2 separate regions of the Capra hircus genome follow, and region 2 is linked to region 1. A link is a contact called in public Hi-C data. All regions are on one chromosome and are shown on one strand. Each heading gives the region's core, a stretch centred on a gene start, on an enhancer-like site or on the middle of the called end of the contact. The rest is flanking DNA. Distances are from core to core; before and after follow the strand shown.

Region 1 (4,483 bases), core at 1,736-4,235:
GAATAAAGGGCAGCCCAGAGGGGAGGAGGCAGTTTGCAGCATTTTGTTCACGTTAGAAACCCATAAGCAAAGGTGCACAGATATACAGAGACAAATACACACCCACATAAGCATCTCCATGTGCATGAACATACCCACTCACCACTTCACACACAGGCACCAGTCTATAAAGATACACACATGCACAGATACACCCAGATAAGCGCCCTGCAAACATGAGCTCCCATGTGCACACACTCAGGAGCCCTTCGGGGCTGGTTAATGGGGGTGATCTGGGACTCAGGAGCAGGTGAGCCATGATCTCCAAATTTCCCTTGGGGTATCTCCCCCTCCCCCTGCCGCTCTCCACCCCATGACTGGTACAAACAATGAATCAGCTCCTCACTGGGTGACCCAGATTCCCAGCGGACCGGGCCCCACGCAGCCGCAACCCAGGCCCGCCTGTCAACACCTGTAGGGAGCCAGGCGTCTGCCACTCCTCCCCTGAGCAGTGACAGGCTGCTGGGGGCTTTAGGGACAGGCTAGGGCTGGGGGACTGCCACCTCTAAGTCCCTACCCCTCTTTGTGGGGAATCTGTTCTTGCCTCCAAGCGCACAAGGGGTGGAGCATTTGGGTACTGAGCAGGAATGCAGTCTTTTGATACAAGCACACATTTTTGTACATACACTCACCACGGGGCCCAGTCAAGTACATGTGTTCATCAATAAACACAGTGGCCCTTGAAAGGCCTTCCTCCTGAGGTGTGTATCCCACATGTACTGTGCACACGTTAGCCTGTGTGCAAACAGACATGAATACACGTGTATGTACACCCCTCACACACACACGCCTAGCCTGGGGTGGTGGGGAGCACTACGCGGACTCCTAGCAGTGACCGTCGCTGCTGGGAGCCTGTGGAAGCTGGGGATTCTGGGGTAGAGAATCTGATAGACACACTCAGTCCACACTCAGTCCACACTCAGTCGCACGATTCACAAATATGCACACCTGTACACGTGCTAATGCACAAACTTCAACCGAGTTTGAGATCTGGGGGTCCTTCTACACACAGACAAGGGTTTCAAGGGCCTGCAGGCAACTTATGAGGCCATCTAGGCTCAGCGGTGCCTGGGGTATCCCGGGGTCCCGCAGGACCCCACCGAGTCCTCACGGCCTTCGACCGCCCGCCACTGACCTGCGTCTGCGTGAGGCCCAGCTGCGCGGCCAGCTCCGCGCGCTCGGGCAGCGCCAGGTACTGGGCCTTCTGGAAGCGGCGCTGCAGGGCGGCCAACTGGTAGCTGGAGTAGATCGTGCGCGGCTTTCGGACCTTCTTGGGCTTCCCGTTCACCATGCGCACCTCAGCTTCCGGCTCCTCCTTCACGGACACTGCGGGCAACGCACCGGGCGGTGGGCGACTCAGCCTCGGCCAGAGACACCGGCGCCCTCCGGAGCCCCGCGGGAGCCCCCACCCTCCGGCCCACCGACTCTTCCCGGGACTTCCTGGCGGCGCTCTCCGCCGCCGGCGCCCCGGGAGGGAGCTGCGGCCACAGAGCCTGGCCGGCGGCCGCCCACGACGCTGCGCTCCCGGGCTCCTGCTCCCCCGGTCCCGGCGCCAGCCGCCCCTGGACGCGCACGGCCGCCGCCTCGCTCCCCAGTCCCGCCCGCCTGCTCGCCGCCCTCTCACAGGCACCTCGCCGTCGTCACTGCTCTCGCTCGCTCTTTCCTGTTCTCCCTTCCTTTTTTTGTTTTTTAGACCCTTTCTTTTTAGAATAATTTTAGATTTCAGAAAATGTTGCGGCCACATCAGACTTCCTTTTCCTTCGCCCTTTCCTCAGATCCTTTCTTCCGTCTTTCCTTTCCCTTTGTCTCTCCATTTTTATGCCTCCACTTTATGTTTAGAAATAAAAATATTTTATATTTTATAAAAATCTTTGTATGCCTCCATTTTTCTTTTTGCCCCTGTCTCTTCACTCTCAATTGCTGCTTCCCTCCCTGTTTCCGTAATTCTGAGGGCTCTTTCTCCGTGTCGCCCTCATCTTTCTCCCCCTCCCCAGCCCAGATCCAAACTGCGGTCGCAGAACTCCCAGCGCCCGCCGCCTGCCCGGAGCCCGATGGAGAGCCGCTTGCTGAAGTGCCGGGAAAGCACCTGGATCCGGAGGCTCTCTGACCGTCCAGGGGCCTCTCCTTCTCCGCCTCGCTCACCCAGATCCTCACCCGGGACCGACCGCAGCGTCCCGCGTGCACCACGCCCCAAAGGCGCCCAGTTTCTGGACTGGAAGGTCGCCCGTCCACTCTGGGGGTCATCTAGCTCACCGTCTCTAACTTCAGACAGTACATTTCTTAGCCGGGACGCTCCCCTAGATTTTGGCTCCAATTCCTCTCTCTCGGGGACCTCCCAGTGCCTCCCGCTCTCAGAGACCCCGCGGTCCTCACCTGGGTCCTGAGCGGGCAGCGGCTGCTCCCGGTAGGCTCCATATTGCCGGTAGGAGGTTCCGTAGGTATATTCCGACTTGGGCGAATAAGCGCCTGTGCCTCCAAGCCCGTTGAGATTGAACTGGTGGTGGTAGGTGTAGGGGTTTACGGTCTGGCCATAGGGCTGGCCCGAGTAGTAGTCGTGCTGGGGAGCGCTGTAGTAGCCCAGGTCAGTGACGGAAGACTCGGGCAAGGTGGGCGAGTCCTTGGAACCCGCATGGCAGCTGAGCGAGCTGGAGATGTCGGTGAGGATGCTGCTGAGCTTGCGATCGAAGGAGCCACTCATCCTGGCGGGCGCCGTACCACCCCCGGGCTGGCCTCAGCCGGAACGCCGAAGCGGGCAGGAGCTCGGGGGAGGCGGAGGAGACGAGGCGGGGTTGTGTGTCCGGAGGGCGAGGGGGGAGGGTTCCCGGCAGCGTCTCTGGGGAGGGTCGGTCGAGGGGCGCCTAGACCATCGCGGGTCTTCGGGCGGTCGCGGCGCGCCTCTCGTCGCGTCCCAAGCCACAGTCAAATGCTGCCAGCTCCGCCCGGCCAGCCGGTTATAGACTCAATAGTGGAGTCGCAGAGGGAGGCCCCAGCGCTCTGATTGGCTGCAAGTCTTGCCTTCCAGGCAAAACATGCTCTTGCGCTCTTTCGTTTCTCTCTCATTCTTTGTTGTTACTCAACACACAAACACACATACACTCACACACACGTACACTCACACACACGTACAGTCACACATTCTCTCTCTCACACACACTCACACAGACCCCTCTGTTCCTCCTCCTGTGGATCCCTTCCCCAGCCCAGATAACCCCTCAGTGTTCCTGGAGGAAAGAGTTGGACAAGGGTATCTCTGCAAGAGTACCCAGGTCTGTCCGTCTGTCTGTCTCTCTGCCTGTGAGTGGAAGGTGGGCTCAGGTGCCATAGAGGAGGGGAATTTGCCCGCTGGGTGTCTGTGAGGTAGGTGGTTCAAGGTGTGTGGGGTGGCGGGGCAAATGATGGGCAGACAAACATGCCCAAAGTGGCAGGACCCAGGCTCATGAAAATGTTCTGGTTTTTTCTTTTTTTTAATTAGAAGAGAAGAAAAAAAAAATAGGTTAAAGAAAAAGTTTGAATATATATTACTATATCATTTTTACAGCAATGCAATCACAAAATGTAACTTTAAAAAATGTTTTTAATGAATGAAGGGGTCCATCAGACAAAAGTGCTTCAGGCCTAAAAAAGTCATCACTGGGTCCAGGGAAGCTCCAGGAGGTGCACAGCCTGTGTGTAGTGATGTTAAATTTGTCTCCAAAAGTTTCAGAGATGACCTAGGCTTGTGGGAAAGAACATGGTCCCCATGAAGATGGGTGGGACACAGGCTGGCTCTCTGTGCTTCAGTAAGTTTGGGGGCAGATTCTGTGCTTCTGGGACTTGTGATATCCAGACACAGTGAGCATTTTTAGAGATCAGGGGTGTGTGATTGGGGATTCAGGTGTTCTGCAGCACATACAGAGTCCACGTTCATACAAAGAATGCACTCGAGTGCAAGAGTGTGCATGTGAGAGTGAGCCAGTGTGTATGGGAGTCGGAAAGTAGTGTGAGTGGAGGGCCACGGGATGGGGTGTCTGAGTGTGAATTTGTAGTTGTATACAGATGCACATAAAACTCTCAGCACCTTCTCAACCTCAGGTAGTTGAGAACCATGATGCTCCACTGAACCCTGTCCCCCTAAGAAAGAGGCTTTCTTCCCTGGGGACTCCCACCTCCTAGTTCTGTCTGACCCACAAGGCCAGCTTTCTAAGTCACCCAAACTGCTTCCAAAGCTTTAGCTCATTTATCCATTCCACTTTCGATTCTGTTCTCCGTCTTCCTCTGTTGTGGGGAGAAGGAGTCTCTTCCAAATATCAGTTCCTAGTTGCATGACAACCTTCACACAGGGCTCCGCGGTCAATCCTCCGGTCCTCTTCCCCTGCCTGACCGGGCTAACTTGTCCCAGGACGCACAGTGCCAGCGCGCCACCTTCTGGTCAGTCTTTGGCTCGCCAGCATCCCCCAAGTCTTGC
Region 2 (5,224 bases), core at 207-2,706, 120 kb before region 1:
GTTAGTGGTCCTTGGGGAGGTGAGGTCAATCCCAGCAGCAGTGGAAGACCACCTGTGCCCCTGGGGAAATGTTTTGGGTCAATAGTGGAGAGCACCTCCTGTGAGCTGGGACCTTTGGGAGGGATCTCATGGAAACTAGTTTTGGTGGAACTCCAAAAAATAGAGAGGTGTTAAAAATCATTAGGAATTTATTTTCAATGGAAATAAAATACCCGCAGTACTAGAAAGTATTTTACAAGGCAAAAATACAACATGAAGGTGGGTGCCTGGAACTGACCTTGGTTACGCTGCTGTCAAGGGGGATCAGTCTGTGGTCTTCCTGTTGGGAGATAATCCTAAGGCCTGCAGGTCTGTGGGGGGGCCAGAGCTGAGGACTTTCTCTCAGCTTCCATCAGCTGCAGCCCCCCAAAGACATACTGCAGGCCAAGGCAGGTGTCAGTTGGGAAATGCCCCTGGACGACCTTGATCCCTCTTCTCATTTCAGAGTGTGGCAGACTGAGACTCAGGGAGAAGTATCATAATCCCCAGCACAACCGTTTTTGCATCATTCCATTTACTTCTGAGATGTGTTTGGGGCCTTGCACATGACTGAAGGAGTGCTGGCATTCTGGGAGGGCGTTGGTCTGAACCAGGATGTCCCAGAGGGAGGTGCTGCTCCTGGATGGGTGTTCAGGGGACCAGGCCTGGCTGGGCATAGATCGAGGGGGTCATCTGCCCTGTTGTCCTCTGGTCAGGGGAGGGGCTTGTTGGGGCCTGAGCCTGGAAATCCCCCTCCTCACCCCATCCTGATTGCTTTGGAAGGGTGGCCCACCATCAGCGAAAGGGCGGGGTTGCCAGCAGCTCCTGGGGGCTGTAGGATGGGACCCATTTAGCCTCTGCAGTCATCTGACCCCCATGACTCAGGCCTGGCCCTGCCCGTGGAGGGCAATGGGCCAGTCTGAGCTCATCACCACTGCCCAGAGCAGAAGTGGTAAACAAGTTTGCCCTCTGCCTCCCGCCCCTGAGAGGAAGCAGGGAAGAGGGTGAGGTGGGGGCCTCCAAGCACTCCACCCGGCCCAAGCCATCTACGTAACACAGGTGCATGTCACGGGCGTCCACGGGGCCTGTAGGGCGTGTGCTGGGCTCTTACATGTGGGCAACATGTACAGAATCGTGTTTACCTTCACACGCGTCCTCGGGGGAGCTGTGGCCAACCTTTTCCGGGGACCATTTCACTCCATCACTGGTGCTGGGGGCCAATAGCTGAAGGCCCATGGGGGTGGCCTTAGAACTGGGGGTCCCTGTGGAATAACACCTGGTTTGACCTGCTGGATCTCAGCCTCCTGACTATCAGGCCTCATGGCTCAAACTCATGCTGGGGCTGGAGCGCATGGCCTCTGGGAGCCTCCCAGAGGCTGCAGGTCTTCCTGGGCTGCTGGTCTGGGCTGCCCGGGCCTGTGGCAGCATCCGACGGGCCCAGTCCTGGGCATCCCCCTTTTGCTGTGGTCCCTGGCTTGCCTCCCTCTTTCCATCTCTCTCCCTCCTCCCCTCTCTCCTGGGTGCCCTCTCTGTCTCCTTCCTTTCCTTTTACACCCACTTTTCTGCTTTCCTGCCCTTCCTGTCTTCTCTCAGCCCAGTAACTAGCATTGCTATCTGTGGCCACCAGATGGCACCAGCGTACCGTGTGTCCCATCCTAGATGAGGGAACACCCGTTCCATGCCCCTAGCCCAGGGTGATTAACCACCCGTAACCCTTCACAACATCCACACCCTGCCCAGCATCTCCCTGAGACTTTAAACAGGGAGGAAAACAGATGCGGCAAAATATGGGCAGGGCCAGGGTAGGGGCCACGAGCTCCTTGGAGAGGCTCTAATGCCCCTTAGGGTAACCTCTATCTCACAAAGGGTATTCGCACACATCACAGGGTTTCCACCTCAAACCCGTGAGCTCCTGGGTAGTGTGCACTGTACACGCAAAGAGAATGAAGCCCAAAGGAATGAAGTCAGTCACCCAGGGTGAGACGGCAAATGCAAGGGAGCTTGGACCTCAGCTTTGCAGGTTCCCAAACCTCAGGGTTCCTGGGCTGGCAGCAGTTGGGCAGGGGGCAGCAAAGCAGGTAGGGCCCTTGAGCACTCTCTTTGGTACCTCTTTCAAACCTGACACAGAATTTCACCAGGGAAGTGCCCGCTATTATTTTAGTCTCTGGGTCTTCTCAGAATTTAGGCATCTTTAACTGCTTTCTTCTTTTCCCTTTGGCCTCTCTATGTATGTCCATGCTCTGTTGCTTCTAGTAAGGCTGAAAAGCAGAAGAGGCAGCCCCTCTTTGCCTTCTGGGAGCCCCCAGGATGGTGGGAATCGCAACCTTGCCCCTGGAGCCAATCGAAAGGGGGACACATAGGTGCAGCTTTCTGGGAACCTCTCCTGGGATAGAGCCAGGGCCAGGTGAGGGTATTCAAGGCAGGCCTCCTGGAGGAGGCAGGGCTCAGGACTAGGGAAAGGTAGGCTGAGTGAAGGCAGCACCCTTTGTGGCAGCTGCTGGGTGATCCTCCTGAATGAGGAGCAGCGGGGGTGGGCTCTCACAGCCCTGGAGTCAGGGGAGGGGATGTCACTGTCCCTAACTTGGGCTCAACTTCCCTACTGGCCCATCCCCCCACCCCACCCCTCACCCCCTAGTCCCACTGGGAGGCCTGTTGTGGGCTGGGGACAGGAGGCCCAGGGTGGGGTCCCTTCCCCAGGGCCGGAGCAGGATCCTGGGCCGGCTGTGGCAGTGCCCAGGAGCCAGAGAGGAGCCGCCGCCCCCCACCCCGTTGGGCCCCTCTGTAATTAGGGCTATTTTTAGGCCCTTCTTCCTTCCTATTTCAGGCCTCTGGACTGGGCCAGAGAGTGGGCTGTCCTGGAGCCGCGGGCTGGAGCCGCTAAACTGGGCCGTGGCGTGGGAGCTGCAGCCACAGCACAGACCACAGCCCGGGGCGGAGTTCTGGCAGGGGGAGGGAAGTGGGGACGTGGCCAGACCTGAGGCAGGGCCCAGTGGGGGCGTGTCCTCGGCTCATCTGACCCCTCCCGGGGCCCCTCACTGATCTGCCCCCCCGCACCCCGCAGGGTCCATCCTTCTGCCCCCTCCCGGCAGCCCTGCCGACTTGAGGCTGTTAGCCCTGGGCCTGTCCCACAGGGGTGCCCAGAGTGTGTATAATAGTTTACTGGGCACTTACTGTGTGCCAGGCACTGATCCAGCACTTTACCTGTATGAATTCATTTACTGTGTACAACAACACTACGCGGTCAGTGATGAATTATCCTTATTTTACAAATAGAAAACCTGAGGCTCGAAAAGAGCCCATTCTTTGTGTGCTGGGCTCAGGGAGCGTCCTGTGGAAGGATAGGGGTTGGGGAAGGGTGCTTCATCCGCTTCCTCGGATCCCAGTGCTCTGTCAGGCCTGACTCCCAGGAAGTGGCCTGCTGATCTACCGGTCCCTGCTCTGATGGCCCATGGCCTGTCCTGCAGGCGGAAGGGTGGGTCTTGCCCAGCTGGTTCCAGTTAGGCACAAGAAAGCTGGCGAGGGGTATATTTAGCCCTGGTTTCTGGAGGAGCCAGAGGTCTTTCATCCTTGGAGGCGCTGGCCACAGCGGGACTCAGCTTGCCAACGCTGGGCTCCTGGGCTGCAGGGCAGACAGGCTTCAGGCAGGGAGCGGGGTCAGGGAGGAGAAGGGGCACATGTGATCCTGTGCATCCCTGTGGCTGGCGGGGGCAGTGTGAGTGCCAGTCAGGGCCTCTCAGCTCTGAATGCCATGCTCAGGATGTGTCTAGGTTTGCAGACTCTAGAGAAGTGGGCTACAGTCTATGGAGTCGCAAAGAGTTGGGCACGACTTAGCAACAAAGCAACAGGCTTGGAGGGCTGGCCTGGAGGTAGACCTGCTGCCTGCCCCTGTGATCCTGGGTCCAGCTAAGGCCTAGTGTGTCTGGGGCATGGGGGTAGCCAGGCCTGGGAGTCTGGGGGCCTGTACTTAAAATTAAGCAGGAGAGGTGCTCGGGGGGCAGAATTGCAGGGACAGGAAGGGGGTGGCCTTTCCATTGTCTCTAAGGAGACTGACATGTTTGGGCATTGATGTTTTGGAGAAGGTGGAGGGTTGCGGGGGCAGGTATATCTGTGTAAGAGAGAAAGAGACAGGCACACAGAGAGGCAATTACTTGGTGCCAAGTGGTGCTAGGTGGTAAGGGTTTGGGGTGTGCGGAAGGTGTGCGTGTGTTTGACTCAGTGCCACAGGCTTTAGGCGGTGGGCACCCTCTGTGTGATGGGGCTGGTGCCCTGGGACCTGTGTGGTGTGGGTGACTGTGTTGCTGGGACCTGGTGGCGCCTGGGTGTGAGATGACACACCAGTGGCTGTGGCATTGCTCCGCTGTAAGTGACTGGGACAACATGTGACCCCATCGTGATGTTTCTGGGGGGCAGCCTATGAGTATGGCGGTAGATGAGGGCTGTTTTAAACTGTCCAACTTTGATCCTGTGGGGTTGTGTAATTATCCCCCTGGATGTTGGTCTCTGTGCGAGTGAGCCTGGGAGTAAACACATGTGTGGATGCAGAGTTTGGGACTCAGGCTGTGTGTGTGTGTGTCTGTGTGTGTGTGTGCGTATGTGTGTAGGTTGTCATTCTGGGTGTGACTGGGTGTGTGAATGTAGCAGGGCTGCCAGCTTCCCACCGCACATGAGTCCTGCTCCCACTGCAGGTCACGGCCCACTGCCCTTCTGGGGACCCCTACCCCAAAGCCACAGGCCCTCTGGGCCGGAGGGAGGGAACCCTGCAAGTCATAAGCGTCTGTCTCCCTCCTAATCCTCTCACCCTCACTCCCTCCGACCATCCCCACAGACGGCAGGCTTCTACCTGCCCTGGGGCGGGAGGCAGGGGAGAGAAAGAGGAGCCTGCCCGCCTGCCCGCCGCCCCTCTGTCGTCTCTGCACTCAGACAAAGAGCTCACCCTGGTCTCTGTGGGCGTCTGGGAGACGCTGGGGGGATTAGCTGCCCGCGCCGCCCTCTCCCCACCTCATGCCAGCCCACCCGGCTGGCACCGACAGCGACAGCTCCGAGCCCAGGGGCGGTGCCCTCACCGTGGAAGCCTCTCCCGCCTGGAGGGTGTGTGTGTGTGTGTGTGTGTGTCCCCTGCCCCACACCTTGATGGGAGCAGAGGTGCAGGCTGATGAGAAGTGGGGTGCCCACCTCCCACTGCTGGTGGTGCCACCTTCTCCCTGGG

The links. Hi-C and Micro-C count contacts between places; a contact is called where the count stands out from the background.
Region 2: a Hi-C map of blood shows a contact between it and region 1, with 4 times the contacts expected there. The contact joins the enhancer-like site here to the promoter of DLX3 in region 1. A contact is called at or near these places in 2 of 5 Hi-C or Micro-C datasets (both in blood).

Annotation. Positions count from the first base shown.
Region 1 is chr19:36,305,458-36,309,940 of ARS1.2, reverse strand. DLX3 (homeobox protein DLX-3) reads right to left here and starts at 2,985. Exons shown (of 3, transcript XM_018064903.1): 1 at 2,413-2,985; 2 at 1,175-1,365. The coding sequence starts at 2,737.
Region 2 is chr19:36,426,478-36,431,701 of ARS1.2, reverse strand. No RefSeq gene overlaps it. Among named protein-coding and RNA genes, the nearest start is that of TAC4, 11 kb to the left of the region's middle. Within about 2 kb of position 1,456, at least 2 of the 5 cell types and tissues checked have an H3K27ac peak or open chromatin away from gene starts, as enhancers often do.